Linked DNA regions of Sus scrofa: region 2 is linked to region 1. A link is a contact called in public promoter capture Hi-C data. All regions are on one chromosome and are shown on one strand. The core of a region is the stretch at or near the end of the contact, and the rest is flanking DNA. Distances in the headings are between cores, read along the strand shown. Region 1 holds the start of EPDR1 (mammalian ependymin-related protein 1). Region 2 holds the start of STARD3NL (STARD3 N-terminal like).

The links. Promoter capture Hi-C pulls out the DNA fragments that hold promoters and counts their contacts.
Region 2: a promoter capture Hi-C map of fetal liver shows a contact between it and region 1, with 2.4 times the contacts expected there. The contact joins the promoter of STARD3NL here to the promoter of EPDR1 in region 1. A contact is called at or near these places in 1 of 5 promoter capture datasets (fetal liver) and 2 of 47 Hi-C or Micro-C datasets (embryonic fibroblasts and epiblast stem cells).

The regions. Positions count from the first base shown.
Region 1 is chr9:108,416,120-108,419,782 of Sscrofa11.1, reverse strand. EPDR1 (mammalian ependymin-related protein 1) reads right to left here and starts at 1,786. Exons shown (of 5, transcript XM_021063578.1): 1 at 1,723-1,786; 2 at 1,479-1,720; 3 at 1,149-1,477. The coding sequence starts at 1,771.
Region 2 is chr9:108,629,346-108,633,008 of Sscrofa11.1, reverse strand. STARD3NL (STARD3 N-terminal like) reads right to left here and starts at 1,622. Exons shown (of 9, transcript NM_001201385.2): 1 at 1,554-1,622. LOC102157670 (a long non-coding RNA gene) reads left to right here and starts at 1,894. Exons shown (of 5, transcript XR_002335915.1): 1 at 1,894-2,122.

The sequences.
Region 1 (3,663 bases), core at 537-3,036:
TTATTACAAAGTACTTTGAGACCTAACCAAAAGCCCTGAGGTTCTTGAAAGGCCTTGCAGACATTTCCAATTCCCCGTGATGACTCGGCTGCTTCAGGCCTCCTCAGCACTCAAGGTTTACGTTTCATCACGCACTATCTTGCATTCTTGTATATACTGCTTTATAAGGTTCTGGTGCTACTGTACTGCTTTCACGCTGCCTAATACTTCAACAAACGCTTTTAGGTGAAATGATATCAAATTTGCCCCAGAACTTTCTGCCCACTGGAGCCTTAAACCAGGGACATTCACATGGTACCTCTTAATAGTGCAAATGCCATACAGAGAGGTCAGCATAACTCTGGGAGGAACTCACAGAGGGAAACAGGAAAGGGCAGAATTGACAGGTGGTGATCCCAAAATAGAAATCAGGTCTAAAAGGGGTCAGAAGCAGGATGAGATCTCAGAAAGAGAGTGCTTTTTGTCACAACAGATGAAGAAAGGTGAATGATCAGACCAGTGGTTTAAAAAAAAAAAATTGTAGGGTAACCCCTCCATGTGCAGCCATCAAAAATCCGTAGGGGCCAACTAATCAAATGGCAAATAAGAACACATAAGAGATCCTGTTACATAAAAAGGGTACAGACAATATAGGCTTTTTGATCACAAAATGTAAAACTTACTTAAATGAAAATTTAAGGGAGGAGACCAAAATTTAAACGGTTGTGACAAGGCAATGAGTTTATCTTCTTTGATTCCACACACCTTTGGCAGTGTTGCCACGATCCTTTAAAAAAAATTTTTTTAAATTCTTTAAAAAAACGGACGTATTCTGTGTACAGATGGCTCCTGGAAGAGATGAGATAGTGCAGAAGACACGCCCTAGGCTGAAGGAGGCACCAGGAGCCGCGAGGCTGACTCAGCAGCCTTTGAACGTGGGCCTGGGGGTTCTTTCCCCACGGCTACTGCCCCGATGGGTTTTACTGAGTGCCCGTCGGCAGGCAGCCCCCGGTGGGCCCAGCCTCTGACTTGCTGTCTCCAAGCGGCCCTCTCCGCCAAGTTTGTCTCTGATGGGAGGGAGGCGCCGCGAGTGGCTGGAAACCCCTCGCCTCAATGCAGCTCCCACGATCTCACCCGCCCGGGACCCCCAAGCTTCGCGGTCGACGTACCTCTTGCAGGGGATCAGCGCCTTCCGCTCGTCCAAGACCCGCACTCGCTGGTTGAGGCCGTCGTAGGAGAGCAAGGCGCGGCTGTAGCGCCCTGTGCTCTGCCGGTACAGCACCTGGCGCCCCTCCCACTGCTGCGGCGCCTGGCATGGGCGCTGAGCACTCGGTGAGCCCCCAGCCCCGGCTCCCGGCGCCGCTGCCCCCAGGCCGCAGAGGCCGCCCAGCGCCCAGACCCAGAAGCCCCCTAGCAGCCAGACACCCAGGGCCCCCCGGGCCACGCGGAGGAGAGCGCGTCCCGGCATGGCCGTGCGCCGCGCCCACCGCCCCCTAGGACCAGCCGGAGCCCAAGGGGGCGCTGAGCAGCTTGGGCGCAGCGCCGCGCCCGGCTTTCTCGCACCCGATCTCCGCCAAAGTTGCTGCCCCTCCCGACGGCGGCCTCTGCAGCTGTGGGGATCAGAACTTGCAAGGCCCGAGAGCCGGGACCGGGGCCCTGGGAAAGCTCCGGTGAATCGTGAGGAAGCTGTTTCTGCCTGGGCCGCTGCCCGCTGCAGCTTCTGTTTTCACTTGCTCTCTGCTGCCAACAGGAAATGCAGTGGCAGTGGTGCCACTAGCATCCTGAAGGACATCCGCGTTTTAAAAGGGGGGGGGGGTGGGGGGAGCGATGAGAAGGAATATGTTTTTCTGCTACCTTGAACAGGTAACCAGCACTGGGAAACAAACTCAAGGTTAAGGGTACCAAGGATGCTGTATTTGCTGTGCCCCTGTCTTTTTGTCAAAAGAATCTCAACTTCTAACTCCAAATTAAAAATAGAACGAGTCTCTTCCCGAAGAAATGAGAGCATTCGTTCATCATGGCCGTTTGGCAGCTCCCACTCATTATAGAGCCTAGAGGACTAGAAAGTAGGGCCTTGCCATTGGGCTGAGGACTCAGGAACAAACCTCAGCCACATTCGCAGTGAGACTGCTCCCCTCACCCCTCACTTTTCAATACTGCAGGCCTAGAGGTTTGTGTGTTTGGGAGTTAAGGATCATCAAGAACCAAGTAAACTGGGTTTATGATTTATGTTTGTGTGATGTTAGGATCACTAACGTAGAATCAAGAAAAAAGAAGCAACTCTTTTTAAAAAAAGACCTTCAGTCTCCAAGTTTATATCATCTTAATCTGCTTTTCCAGGATGAGGCAGAATGAGAGAGCATCCCTGGATGAGAGAAAGATGGGGGAACAAGAGAAAATGAGCATGATATGGGGTTCAAGTACGAGGCAGAGGGTAATCTGAAGCCAGATCACTCAGGGCCTTGAAAACCATTTTAAGGATTTGCTATTAATACCAAGGGTTGTTGGAACCATCCATAAAAGTAAAGCTCAGGAGGGGCATCATCAGGTATATACATTAGGAAGTTCACCTACGATGGCGTGGAGACTGGCAGGGCAAGGCAGAGGGCAGGACGGTGCTGTCCTAATCCCTATGAGAGACACTGTCTGAGCTAAGGCCATGGTTGTAGAAATGCAGAGGGTGGAAGAGTTGAGAAGGGGAGAGAAGGATTTAGACTCAGAAGAGGCCTCTGGTTTGGGCCACTGGGAGGTCAGTCCTGAGTGAGAGAAGATGAATTCGGTTTAGGATTAACTGGTTTTGAAATGACCTGAGATGACCATGGAATATACCAGGTGGAAATACTCAGGGGACAGTTGGATAAACACTTTCAGAGACCAGCAGGGCTAGGGATCGGGATTCTAGGTGGTAACTGAAGCCAGAGAGGAGAGTAGAATAGTGGTTTTCCACCCAGGGTGATTTTATTCCCCAGGGGACAATTGGCAATATCTAGGGACATTTTTGATTATCATAGTGGAGTGGAGGTTAAGTTGCCATTGGCATCTAGAGGGAGGAGACCAGAAATACTACTAAACCTCCCACAGTGTGCAGGACAACCCCACTCCTCCACTCACTCAATAATTACCCAGCCCTACTGTCAATAGCACTGAGGCTGAGGAAATCTGGAGTATCAGGGAGTGTAGAAAACGAGAAATGGGCTGAGAATGGAGCCCTAGAGAACTCCAGATTTTGAAAAGATAAGCAGAGAAGCAGGCCCTTGAGACTGAAAGAGGGCCATCAGAGAGAAGCCCCTGACCAGGGGAACTTCCCCAGTGACATGAGCTTTTGACCAATCCGTGTCAAATATGAGTCCATGGCTTGAGTGCTCAAGCCAGGCAAAAGGAGGGAGGCTGGTTGACAGACTCTCCAGATGAATTCCTCAGAGCCCCCAACCAACCCCCTCCAGCCATGAACACTAAGGCCAGACTACCATTGGGATAAACAAAGTGCTTTACAGAGAACTGTTTTTAACGTCTCCTTATCCTTTCTTAAAGAACATGCCATCTGAGAATATCAGGGCAGCATCCGAAATGTTGTGATTTGGTATTTGCACAGCAAAGCTAATGCAGGAGGTATTTGCACAGCAAAGCTAATGCATCAAGTTCAAACCGGTTGCAGAAGTTTTACCCCACCATAAGTTTGCCCTC
Region 2 (3,663 bases), core at 373-2,872, 210 kb before region 1:
TCTGCTACTTGTGCTTGGAAACTTCCAGCAGCTCTTCCCAGTGGCTGACTCATTCTAATATTCAGGTCTCATTCAAACTTCCTCAAGGAAGTCTTCCCTGACTACCCATATATAAATTTTCCCCCACACACATTTCAGCCCCTTACTCTGTAATATTTTTTCCTAGCATTTATTATTATCTAACACTGTCATTTCTGTTACATATTTACAGTATCTCCACCAAAATGGAAGGTCTTTGAGGCCGGGATCTTTACATTTTTCAGTATTAAATCCCCCACATCTAAAACAAAGCATGGCATAGATGAAGCGCTCATCAGATAAACTGTTCCAAAGAATAAATTCAGATGATAATAACCATCCTGCTGTGAACATAAGGCAAAGTCCCCTGAAGCAGTTTAATTTCATTTCTTTAATGCAATTTTATGCAATAATGCAATCTTATGCAATAATGCAGTCTTAAAAGGTCAATGTCTGAGACAGCAAGATTCAAAGAGAATGAATTCTTCATGACAATACAAAATATTATATATGGATGCATATACTGCACAATATGCGTTTTCACTTTGAGCATGAATCCTGCCCCACTTTATTAGAGTCCATAAATAAAGTCAACAGAACCATAAGTTGTTTTGTTTTGTGAGTGTATGGGTAGACGGGCTATATATAGATAATTCATATATATATATAAAAAATATATATAAATTAGTTTTCAGAACCCTTCTGAACAAAGAACTCTGAGATGAACAAATTGAACTAACTCCAGTATTTATCACAGGTGTGACCTGTTACTTTATTACCTTGCTAAACTTATTCAAACTAAGTCAAGTGATGAATTCAGTGATTCCATCTGTGAAACAGAAGACAAATGACATGGTGAACAAATGGCACATTAAGAGAATGATAATCCCATTATCCCTGAGAATGATAAGAAACGTTGCATAATGTTAAGTCATGTTTGAACTAAAGAGAGAGAAAAAAAATCCCTTTCTAAACCTAAACCAAAAATAAGCATGCTCCTGAGATTTCAAAATATGGCCAGATACCCATGAGTGAGCAAAGCAATGAACTGAAACCAGAACCAGAACATTCGTGACTTGTGCTTTAATTTTTAAATTTTGTTTTGAAAACAGCTTTTCTTAATGAATAAAAGAGGTCAGTAACAAACCTCCTCTGTATCAACGCACTATTCTGCACTCTTGTCACTCTGGAGGGCCCACGGGGCCAGCAGTGGCCTGGATCCCACCAAAGACTCCTTGGGTTCCGCAGGGTGAAGGAATGAAGACCTCACTACCTGCATCCACTCCCCGAAACCCAGCCCAAACCTGGATGACAAGGGCCTCTGAAATCTGAAACTTCACTTTTGTATCCTTTATAAACAGAGCCTGCCTAGCCCCTCCTCCGCCTCCTGAGTACGGGGACGCTCAACACACAGAACCGAACGCTTGGCTAGGACCTGCGATAGCGGGTCTTCAGTAAGCCCCCGGCAAATCATCTGATCCCAGATGACTCAGTTTTCCAATCTGTCAAATAGGGAGACGAGAAACCCAGCCTACCTCATCGGGTTGTTCCCGGCCGGCCGCCTCAGGCTGGCCGGGCGACAGCGGCTCCCGGACTGTGCCCGCAGGAGTCCTTGCGGGCGGAGGGGCGGAGCTGGGCGGGGCGGGACCGGGAATCTAGCCCTGCGGACCACACACAACCCACCGCCCGCGGAAAGGTGCCCCCAGACCTTCTCGAGTACCCGTCCCGTGACGTCATCACGCTGACGTCGACGCACAGAGGCCGCATCTTGCCCGAGGGACCAAAGATCCGGCTGGGGCTTGGGCCCCTGTATCAGAGTCAGCGATTGGTGAATGACTCTGTCAATCATCTACTACCCAGTAAGGGTCGCGGGAAGGCGGGAGGGAGCGGGCTGGCCTGCCCTGAGTAAAGAGTGGGAATCTAAAAATCTGGCTTTGAGGGCGCAGAGCTAGTTCGATTTGCTCGAGTGCGCCTAACCCTCCTCGTAGATTCCGCTTCCGCCTTCCTTCATTCTCTTGATGGGGATTTAGGCTACAGCACTGGGAAAATAATCATGGGACTGGATTTCAGGGCCCTGGCCACCTCAGCTCTTCAGGAATGAAAAGTAGGACATTGGATTTCTCTGTTCAGGTGTCACCTCAGATTTGATTTCTCTTCAGGCCTCGACACTTAGGATACTTTTTCTGTGCTCTTATTGCATTAACACCACTATCTTAATTGTCACAGTTAACCATATTTTCCCCACAGTATGTATATGTTTTCCCACAAAATTGGCATCCTTTAATTATTAATTCAAATTTATGTTTATATTTTAAGTAAACTTTTCCCCCCATTAGATGCTACAGTTACCTTGTTCAAATATGTGAAAGAATACGTTACATCATGAACATTTTCCTTCCGCTTCCGGTTGCTCAGGCATTCAGTTTGCCTATTAGAGTCAGTGCCTCAGTCGGTGTTGCTGACCTTGGACATTCTTCCAAAGACATTATAAGTGCTATTATTAATTCTAAATTACACCTCACTGTAAATTTAAACATCACAAATTACGCTAATGGCAGTAACTACAAACCGGTCCCTATATGATGACTCCTCGTTCCTGCGCATTTATAAATCTGTAGATGTTACTTTTTTTCCCATTTGACATTATATCCTGGAGATCTTTCCATTTCTATGTATAAATTTACCATATTCTTTTTAAATTTGCTTGGTAGTCCTCAGAACCAGTAGATTTAATCTATGATTCCATTTCTCTCAGACATGTAGTTTGCTTCTTCTTTGCTACCTTCAACATATGTTTGTGTCTTTTTGTACCTGTATCCAAGTGTTCTCTAGGGTAGAGATACTAACATGAAAATGTTCTGGATAGAATATGCACATTTTAAATCTCAGCGTAGATTCCTACCATTTGTTCCTAATAAGTAGCTGTTACAACTAACATTCTTACCCTAAATATATGAGCACCCCTTTCCCTGCCCTGTCGCCAAAAGCAACGAAATACAATTTTTAAAATTTTCTAAATTGATGTGTGTGACAAATTGTTGAGATAACGTGTGCAAAAAAGTGTGATAATTCTGAATGTGTATCTTGGTAACAAAGTCAATACACTTGTGTTACCACCTCCTAGATCAAGATTTTTAGATATTTACCAGCAGTATTGTGTTCCTTCTTAGTAGTTGCAACCTACATAGAAATAGCCACTATTCTGAATTTTATCACCAAAATTAGTTTTCCTGCTTTTGAATGGTTATAAATGGCCATACATAGTGTATACTCCTGTGTGCCTCTTTTCACTAAGTAATATGTTCGTAAGGTTGATCCATATTAAAGAACAGTGAATAAAATTTATTCATTTTCATGTTTGTATATAATCTCAAATTTTCTTTATTCTAATATTGTTTGACATTGGGTTGTTTAAAATTAGGGATGACTACAAATGATGCCGCTATGAATATTCTTGTAACCTGTTTGTTGATGTGCATAGTTACACATTTGATTTTGATATATATATCTAAGAATAGTATTTCTGTGCCAGAGGATATACCTATATTCAGTATTAGTAGACACTGACAAACAGTTTTTTGGCTTTGTCAATTTACAATTCACATCTTTGCCAATACTTAATATTCTCAGTTTTGTGGTCATCGT